Linked DNA regions of Mus musculus: all the other regions are linked to region 2. A link is a contact called in public ChIA-PET and Hi-C data. All regions are on one chromosome and are shown on one strand. The core of a region is the stretch at or near the end of the contact, and the rest is flanking DNA. Distances in the headings are between cores, read along the strand shown.

The links. Hi-C and Micro-C count contacts between places; a contact is called where the count stands out from the background. ChIA-PET counts read pairs in DNA pulled down with a chosen protein or histone mark.
Region 1: a contact with region 2 is called in an RNA polymerase II ChIA-PET map of memory CD8 T cells, with 17 read pairs. The contact joins two enhancer-like sites. A contact is called at or near these places in 1 of 484 Hi-C or Micro-C datasets (B cells), 1 of 115 datasets of contacts at active chromatin or transcription factors (memory CD8 T cells) and 1 of 9 other capture datasets (liver).
Region 3: a Hi-C map of double positive thymocytes shows a contact between it and region 2, with 2.4 times the contacts expected there. The contact joins two enhancer-like sites. A contact is called at or near these places in 6 of 484 Hi-C or Micro-C datasets (CD4 T cells, double positive thymocytes, embryonic stem cells and 2 more) and 3 of 115 datasets of contacts at active chromatin or transcription factors (bone marrow-derived dendritic cells, bone marrow-derived macrophages and memory CD8 T cells).

What each region holds. Positions count from the first base shown.
Region 1 is chr15:96,565,764-96,568,463 of GRCm38.p6, reverse strand. No RefSeq gene overlaps it. Among named protein-coding and RNA genes, the nearest start is that of Gm32457, 15 kb to the left of the region's middle. Within about 2 kb of position 1,308, at least 105 of the 459 cell types and tissues checked have an H3K27ac peak or open chromatin away from gene starts, as enhancers often do. A contact at or near this core is called in memory CD8 T cells, where this site is marked.
Region 2 is chr15:96,777,053-96,779,752 of GRCm38.p6, reverse strand. No RefSeq gene overlaps it. Among named protein-coding and RNA genes, the nearest start is that of Gm32564, 40 kb to the left of the region's middle. Within about 2 kb of position 1,287, at least 72 of the 459 cell types and tissues checked have an H3K27ac peak or open chromatin away from gene starts, as enhancers often do. A contact at or near this core is called in double positive thymocytes and memory CD8 T cells, where this site is marked.
Region 3 is chr15:96,541,887-96,544,586 of GRCm38.p6, reverse strand. No RefSeq gene overlaps it. Among named protein-coding and RNA genes, the nearest start is that of Gm32406, 36 kb to the right of the region's middle. Within about 2 kb of position 1,341, at least 101 of the 459 cell types and tissues checked have an H3K27ac peak or open chromatin away from gene starts, as enhancers often do. A contact at or near this core is called in double positive thymocytes and memory CD8 T cells, where this site is marked.

The sequences.
Region 1 (2,700 bases), core at 59-2,558, 210 kb after region 2:
GCTTTGCAGGCGTTAGCTCCTTACTGTCATTACTGTCATTACTGTCAAATGGCCAGCAGTCTCCAGCATGATCTTTCGAGGCAGGCCAGGGCAACATTGCCTTGCCAAAGTAGAGGGACTCAGTCACAGTGTTCAGAGAGGACAGAGAAGTTTAATTCTGTTTTGTTGAGGAAACTCTACTGCACTGCCGTACACTGACAGCTTGAGAAGAAGGACCCATGGCTTCCTTATATAGCCATGAAATGGGGCATTAAAATCCTGTCAGCTCAGGGAAGCTTTTCTTCTCAGGTCATCCTGCCCTCTGGGATTCTGTTCTGCTGGACCTTGGGTTGTCACTTGGTGTACATAAAACTGTTGCTCCTGGATTGAAAACAGTCCCGGGCATGCTTGCTGCTGCACTGGTGCAGCCTGGGATGTGTCTAGGGGAGGTCAGCTCAGAAGCCTGTGCCCAAGTGTCTGCTCTCGGAGTGTCAGTAGTCAGTAGTTTAAGGTCCTTGGCACACCGTCCCTCTCTGTGAGATTCTGGGCAAGGCCGTGCTGTGAGGAGCCCATTATTAGCCTGTGGTCTGTAACAGCCGTGGGCAAGCTTCAGGGAGCAGAGGCCTGTGATGAAGAGACTATACCTGGGTGGCTACTTTAGTAGCTCATGACTATCTTTTTTTTTTTTCTTTTTTTGTTTTTGCTTTTTCAGACAGGGTTTCTCTGTGTAGTCCTGGCTGTCCTGGAACTCACTCTGTAGACCAGGCTGGCCTCAAACTCAGAGATCCACCTGCCTCTGCCTCCCAAGTGCTGGGATTAAAGGTGTGCACCACCACTGCCTGCTATGGCTATTATTTTATCCACCTGCCATAGGTCTTTTTAAAATAAATTTGCAAGGCTGTGTAGTGTTCCACTGGAAGGTCACCGAAAAACTGCCAGTGCCCATGCCTTCCCCCTATTTTAGTGTCTTCAAGGCTTTTCTACAAAGTGTGCATCTCCAACTCATCTGTAGAGAAGGAGAGTCTTTCTTGGTCCAAAATAGAGCTGCCTCACACAGTTCTGTGGCTGAAAAGTTCAGGGTCTGCTAGGGAGGGACTGAGGAATGCTGGGAGAACCTGGAAGCCAAGTCTACTTTGGTATGTTAAATATTCACCTCAGCTGTTTGTCCCGGGTCTGAATCCCAACAAAGGTGAGGACCCCAAGGCTCCATGAAAGGCCAGACACCTCCGGAGACTCCCATCCCCCTCGGAGCTGTTTGCTGTGCCAATGAGGAAATTACTTTTACTTTCTCGACATCTTGCACCACCGCCACCGTCTGTCTTTCCCGGATGTTGGTTTCTCTGTCTGTCCCATGCAGCAAGCTCGTGGCTCCCCTACAGGCGCACCAGCATCCCCAGGTACAGCTCCTCTGGGCTTTGAGAAGAACCTTACTCAAGGTTGGGATACCCGACTGAACATCTCAAAGCAGCACTCAGAAGGGAGCATGCCCATCTGCCGGTCCCCTCTCCGACCACAAGGAGCACTTCCGGAAGCCTCAGTCAGCCCCGCCTCCTCCAGGAGCAGGGAACAGTCAGCCCCGCCCCCTCCAGGAGCAGGGAACAGTGCACTTGCCCTCCTAGGAGAAGCTTCCTCCTTGAACTTATTCCATGCAGAACCGGGGAATGGTATTGTCACTCCTAACCAAACCTAACCCTGGGATTAGAACCCAACGAACCAAACATCTTGAGGAGGAACGGTGGCAAATAGCGGATTCTCTGCTTGCCATTGCTGGCTGTTCTTTCCCCTGTACCTGCTGGACTATGCTCCTGGGAAAGGCCCACGGGGAAGGTCACACCTCCCCCATGCCTGCGCCCATTGACTGTGCCTCCTGCACTTCCATGGTGTTGGGCTTGCAACTGAAGCCATGCAAAACCAGCTACTTGTACCATGTTTTTACGTGCGACAGCTTTTAAAATGGACTAGTGATGCAGTCCTCTTTGGTCCCGAGGCACACTTCTCTTTCCTGCCTGCGTTTGGCCTCTATGTGGAGATAGGGAGTGAGTAAAGGAAGTCTCTGAGCAGAAAGTGGCAGACATCAGTCCTTTTATGGTTAGTGAACTCATTTAACAGGCAGTACATTCAGTGGGAGTGAGTCCGCAGTGTTCTCCCATAGTTACTTTAAAGCTGTGCAGAAAGGGAAGTGGGAATCTTTACTGGTCATTGTCTGATGCTTCTTTTCCCACCTCAAACATCATCCCAGTCTCAGGGTTTTGTTGCTGTGACAAAACAACATCACCAAAAAAAGCAGGTTCAGGAGGAAAGGGTTTGTTCAGCATACACTTCCACATTGCTGCTCATCACCAAAGGAAGTCAGGACAGGAACTCAAGCAGGGCAGAAACCTGGAGGCAGGAGCTGATGCAGAGGCCATGGAGGGGTGCTGCTTACTGGCTTGCTTGCTCCTCATGGCTTGCTCAGCTTGCATTCTTCTAGAACCCAGGACCACCAGCCCAGGGATGGGCCCTCCCCTGCCTGCCTTGATCATTCATTGAGAACATGCCTTACAGCTTGAGCTCATGGAGGTATTTCCTCAACTGAAGATCCTTTCTCTGTGCAAACTCTAGGTTGTATCAAGTTGACACACAAAACCAGTTAGCATATCCCCTTAACTGCCTCTGGCCTAGTCTTTATGGACAGGGACCTTTGGAAGTCAGTGGATATTGCTGTGCAGGTATCCAATAGTG
Region 2 (2,700 bases), core at 38-2,537:
ACCATCTACAAGGAGCAAAAGAAATTATCTGGGCTGAAGTGTGGGAACAAACTCTTGGCAAACTTAGAAATACTTTTCATGTTGTCTTAACCTGGCTGATGATTGCTTTAGAACAAGTATCCCACTGTGGCTGGACACTTGATCTGCAGGATTCCTTAAAAGAAAGGAGCGGGTGGCAAGAATGTATCAAACGCTCCACAAAGATACAAAACGTTCTGGACGTGGCCTAGCTCTCAAGGCGCTGTCAGACTAGGTAGGTCACTTAAGTGCTTCTAAAAATATGGGACAGGGTAACTTTCCTGGCCTTGCTTTCGTTAGACACTAGACCAATTAATAGACAAGAAATAGTCGTCATCAAAGTTTGCTTTGAGAAAAATTGCAATATTTGCTCAGTTTTTATTGTGTGATGCTTTTGCATGGAGTCTTCCATTCAATTTCTTTTCCTAAATTCAGTGCTAAACTGCACACCAAGGTTTGTATTTGTATTTTTTTTGAAACATTATGTATAATAGAACCATTTTCTAAATCAGGCGTTATGAGCCTTCATATTTGTTTGTTTTCCTTTGTAGTTGTAAATTTACAGTGTGTTTCTGCTAATGCTCTCAAGTATCCTAGTCTCCCCCCCCCCCGCCCCGTCCCCCACTCCACCCACACAACCCCTTTCCTAGTATGTTGACCTTACTAAATGCAAGAATATCTCTTGGAAGCTGCTTACGTCCAATAGCACTTTCTAGAATTCCACGTATCATTTGTTAAACATGCTCTTACATTCTTCTCTGCCAAAGGCTAATAGTTACAGATATAGCATTGAACAACACAGACAGTCCTGTCTCCACAGAAATGACTGCCAAAATAGATTTGGACAGGAACCCAGGGGCGCCAAACGGGAGAGCAATAGAGAATCCGGCTGTGGCCAAAGCCGAGACTTCGGCAAAAGGGGAGGCTCATCCTAGAAGCAAGAACCAGCGCGATACACAAGCTTGAGTTCTGGGCATGCGCAGTTCGCACTGGAGTTCTGAAGCACCTGGGCCTGCCTGCTCCTGTGAATGCCTGAGCATGGTGGGTGCTCATCATGCAGGGGCAATCTAATGTATTCCTTGAATAGCATCAGTAGACATAAGCCATTGCGGTCTTAAGCTTTCTATGCAGATCTGGGGGATTTTGTTTTGTTTTTCACTTAATTCTGTGCAGCGTGTGTATCTAGACAGCCAAGCCTAGCCTTAGCTCTCTGGCCCTGACCTCCACGTCTTGTACCCCAGCATGCAGATAAGCACACTGTACCCTACTTCCTGCTAGAAGCACCCCCTACTTTGATGTGGAGAGTCAGGGGAAGTGTTTCAGTTCTCGCAGTTACTAAACCGTGCAAGGGGAAATTGGTGTAAGCACACCAAAATGCTAAGTGCACCCTGGCCTGGTTGCACAGAACTCCGGCTCCGGGCAGCCATCAGGAGCGCTGTCAAGACTGTAATGCACAGGGCTCCATGTTGGAACTCTCAACCCCAGAGGCCAAGGGACCATGGAGGAAAGGTGTTTAAAGAGTGCCACCTCGTAATGAGGAGGATGAAGGGTCAGACTCCACTGTTGAAGACAAATCTTTCCACCAAGATCCGCTGCAACAAAGATGATCCAGCCCATGCCGCTGTCAAAAGGCGCGAACAGCAAATCCCTTTAAATCTACCAATCTTAGTTAGCTTTCTCTGGGGGTGTGAGTGGATACAGACCCCCAGTGAAGCCGACCTCTGCTTCTCACCCCTTATGCCATCAGGTGGACAGAATTCCAATGGGGTGAGAAGCAGAGGTCGGCTTCACCGGCAGCAAAGGATGAAGTAAGCAGAGACTAAGAAAAACATCGTTTCTGTTCTTTCTTTGTAATTCGTGGAAACCGGGAAGATCAGTAGAGCCACAGAAGACTGGCTACCACCGTGTCATTTCCATTAGTCTTTGTGTGTCAGAGTGAAGGGAAGAAGAACATCACTGTCACACTGAAAGAAAGTGGCCCATTTGTTCAACATGGCTGTCACGTCCCTCCTGACTTCTCAAGGTGGTCATAGAGTAAGCTAATTTCCATTTGGTGGTATGGAACTTTAGTCCGAGTGTCTTTGTTTTGAGCCTTGCTAGAGGCTATTTGGGGTCAGCACAGAAACATAATGGGGGGGGGGGGACTTCCTATTGTGTTTATGGAACAGTGTCCTAGAAAAGTAAATTATAAGCCAAGGAAAGAAGGACATTTTAACCCTGAAGTACAAGAAAAATTGCCACAGGACCAGCAAGACAAGTCAGAAAGTAAAGGACACTAAGGCTGGTGACCTGAAGTCAACCCTCTGGAGCCCGCATGGCAGAAGGAAGACCCATCATCACAAGTTGTCCTCTAACTTCTGCATGTGCCCTATGCTGTACAGGCCTCCCTCATCCAGTAGATCGATAAGGAAACATATTTAAAATATTTTAAATTAAAAAAAAAATCCATTGCTTCAAAGAATAGAACGGCCATTGTTGTTATGCTTATGAACTTATAGTGTAGTTTTAAAATCAGTGTTTCTTTTCTGCCTTTTCTTCTCTGAAGGCATGAAAAAAAAAAAACCCACTCATTGTACTAATTAAACCCTACCTGAAGATCTGGTTCATACTGGTTTCTATTCTTTGTAGGGGACAGGCCGAGAATAGAGTATTAGAACTACTAACAAAGAGGGAGTGGGGAAT
Region 3 (2,700 bases), core at 92-2,591, 240 kb after region 2:
TTCAGAGAAGGAATAACTGGTTTCCAGGGACAATCAGACACTACTTTTACTGTGCAAGGAATAGCAGGGAAAACCACTCATGTTAGAGACACAGCCTTCCATTCACAGAAACTGCTTTAATTCTGGTCTAAGAAACATTTTACCTAATTCAAATAATTCCCTGTTAATACCTTCCCCTTAAGTAGCCAGATTTGTCAAGAGTGCTATCTGAATATTATTAAATTATTGAATTCTTTGGCAGCCTTTGTGGCAATAGGTTTTTCTTTTTTGCATATGTATTTTTTGAAATTATTTTACATACAATGTATTCTGATCAGTGTTTCCTCTCCTCCAGTTCCTCCCAGCCCCCCCCAACTCCCCACCCACCAAACTCAGACCCCTTTCTCGCTCTCTTTTTAGAAAACAAACAGGCAACCCTCCCAAAAAAAAATACCAGAATGTAAAAATTTAAAAAGGGAAAAAGCACAACACACGCGCACACACAACCTTATTAAAAACAAAAAAATAAAAAACTATAATATATAAACAAAAGGTCAGTAAGAGAAAGTAACAAACAAAAACAAAACAAAACAAAAAAAAAAACAACCCACATAAGCGATATGAAACAAAAAAAAATCTGCAAAAATACCTTTTTTTACAGATACCAGTTTTTAGTACCCCAGACTGGCCTCAACCTTTTGACAATACAACTCAACTTCCTGGCAGAGTGTAGGGATTGCAGATACGCCACCGTTCCAAACAAAGCAGGAAAAGGAAAAGGACATTTTATAGAAAGGGAAATTTCCGACTTTTAAGGAGTCACTTCTGAGAATAAAACATGCAAGCGTTTACTTTTCTCTGCGTAGACTTTGACACCAAAGAGGCTAAAAGCAGAGTGACAGGCCAGCAGCTGCAGCCACGTGGTTTCAGGTAACCGCGTTCACCCAGCTGCCTAACCCTCTTCCTTGTGGCCTCAGCGCGTTTCTATTTTAAGCACGTTGGTAATTGTTTGTCTCAACCCTTCATATTTTTTCTGCAGGTCTTTTTTTTTTTTTTTTTTTTTTTTGCATCTTCGAAGGCTTCTCCTTATCTTTGTTCAGATACAAAGAGCAGCGCCTGTATTTTCATATCGCTACCCACCATCAGAATCACGCCACACGGTCCTTTTGCTGAGTACACTGCCGACCAATCACTGCAGATCGAAATAACCGAACGTTTAAAAAGCATCAGTTGAAAAGGAAGCTACAAATGGAAGTTGGATTATTTTGTTTTGTTGTTTAACAGCTTAATTTGTAGATAAAGAGTAAAGAGAGAACGCAGTAGAAAGAGTTGTAGCCTGCTCTCCTCCGTGAGAACAGCGCCACCGTCTGGATTCCCAGGGTTTGCTCAGTGAACAAATTTAGGAGGTTTGTATTCGAGTGGCGTGTAGGTAGAAAACCTAAGGTTTTGTTTTGCTTTTATATTAACATCTATCAATTCATTCATTTGCGTTTTGGGAAAAGAGTGCTTTATTATTTAAACCGTTTTCTCCCTGAGAAGTTTATAAGCTAAAAATAACAATTTTACTCTCCCTAGACAGATTTGTGTATACTGTATCTCTCAGAAATTGACTGTAGTAGTACCAGATACTTACATGGCTTCTTTTATAGGTCCTATTATTATAAAATTATTATTTCAACAGGGATTAATTTTGTATGTCCTTCCTCAGTATGTTTTCTCCAAAACTGCCTGATCGTAACTGCATGTTTATTAAGTTTGAAGTTTTGATTTTTTTCTCAACACTAGTGATTAATTAGGCTGCACAATAAAAAAAAAAATCAGTCCCATGAAACTGAAATTTTTGCCAAAAAATTCTAAGCACATAAAATCACTACTGACATCATTATACATAAGTTAATTGGAACACCAAAATATGGCACATATAAATGCATACATATGGTTCTATACAATAGTAAAAATTCTCATTAGTATGCAAAGTAATGCAAATTCTAAGCTCTTCTCAAATTGAAAGCATTATAATATTTGCCAAAATCCTTATTATTCCCATGAATGAACAGAAGAGCTTATCTGAACATAAAAAATGGCATTCGCCGCTGAACAATCGCTTTTCTTGTATTGTATTGTATTGTATTGTATTGTATTGTATTGTATTGTATTAGGATGTTTTAATCAATGGCCCTTCTTGCCATTGTTTTTCATAATCAGCCTTAACATGCTAATGTTCCATTCAGTTGCCAAAATCAGTCTCATCCTACACTGAGCCACGTGCTTCCCCTAAAGTGAAGCCAAGAACAACTGTTTCATAGAAAACAAAGGGTCAGTCCCCTCCGTGGTGGTGTAGGAGGCTGTGGGCAGACAAGCATCTTCCGGGTCTAGTCCTCCCGTTACTTTGTTTCAGTCTTAGTCTTGAAGATGTTACCCACCCGCTAGTTTACTCTGTAACCTTGTCTCCCCCCATCATTCTAACTCTACTAAGCCTATGTCCAACACTGAGCACTTACAAAGCTTGCTGTCCAGTGTGGTTCGTATCTGTTCATCCATCTCATTAGAACTGAAAGAAGTGGGTGCCATTAGTTTTCCTTTTCTGCAGCCCGAAGAACAAAGAGATGGGATCCGTTTTCCCTGAACCACCGAGTTATTAAGAGTCTGCCATGGATGCCTTAATGCTCTGCTGCTTCTCCTCTGATGTGAAATGGCGACTCACTGTGGCCTTTGATGCCG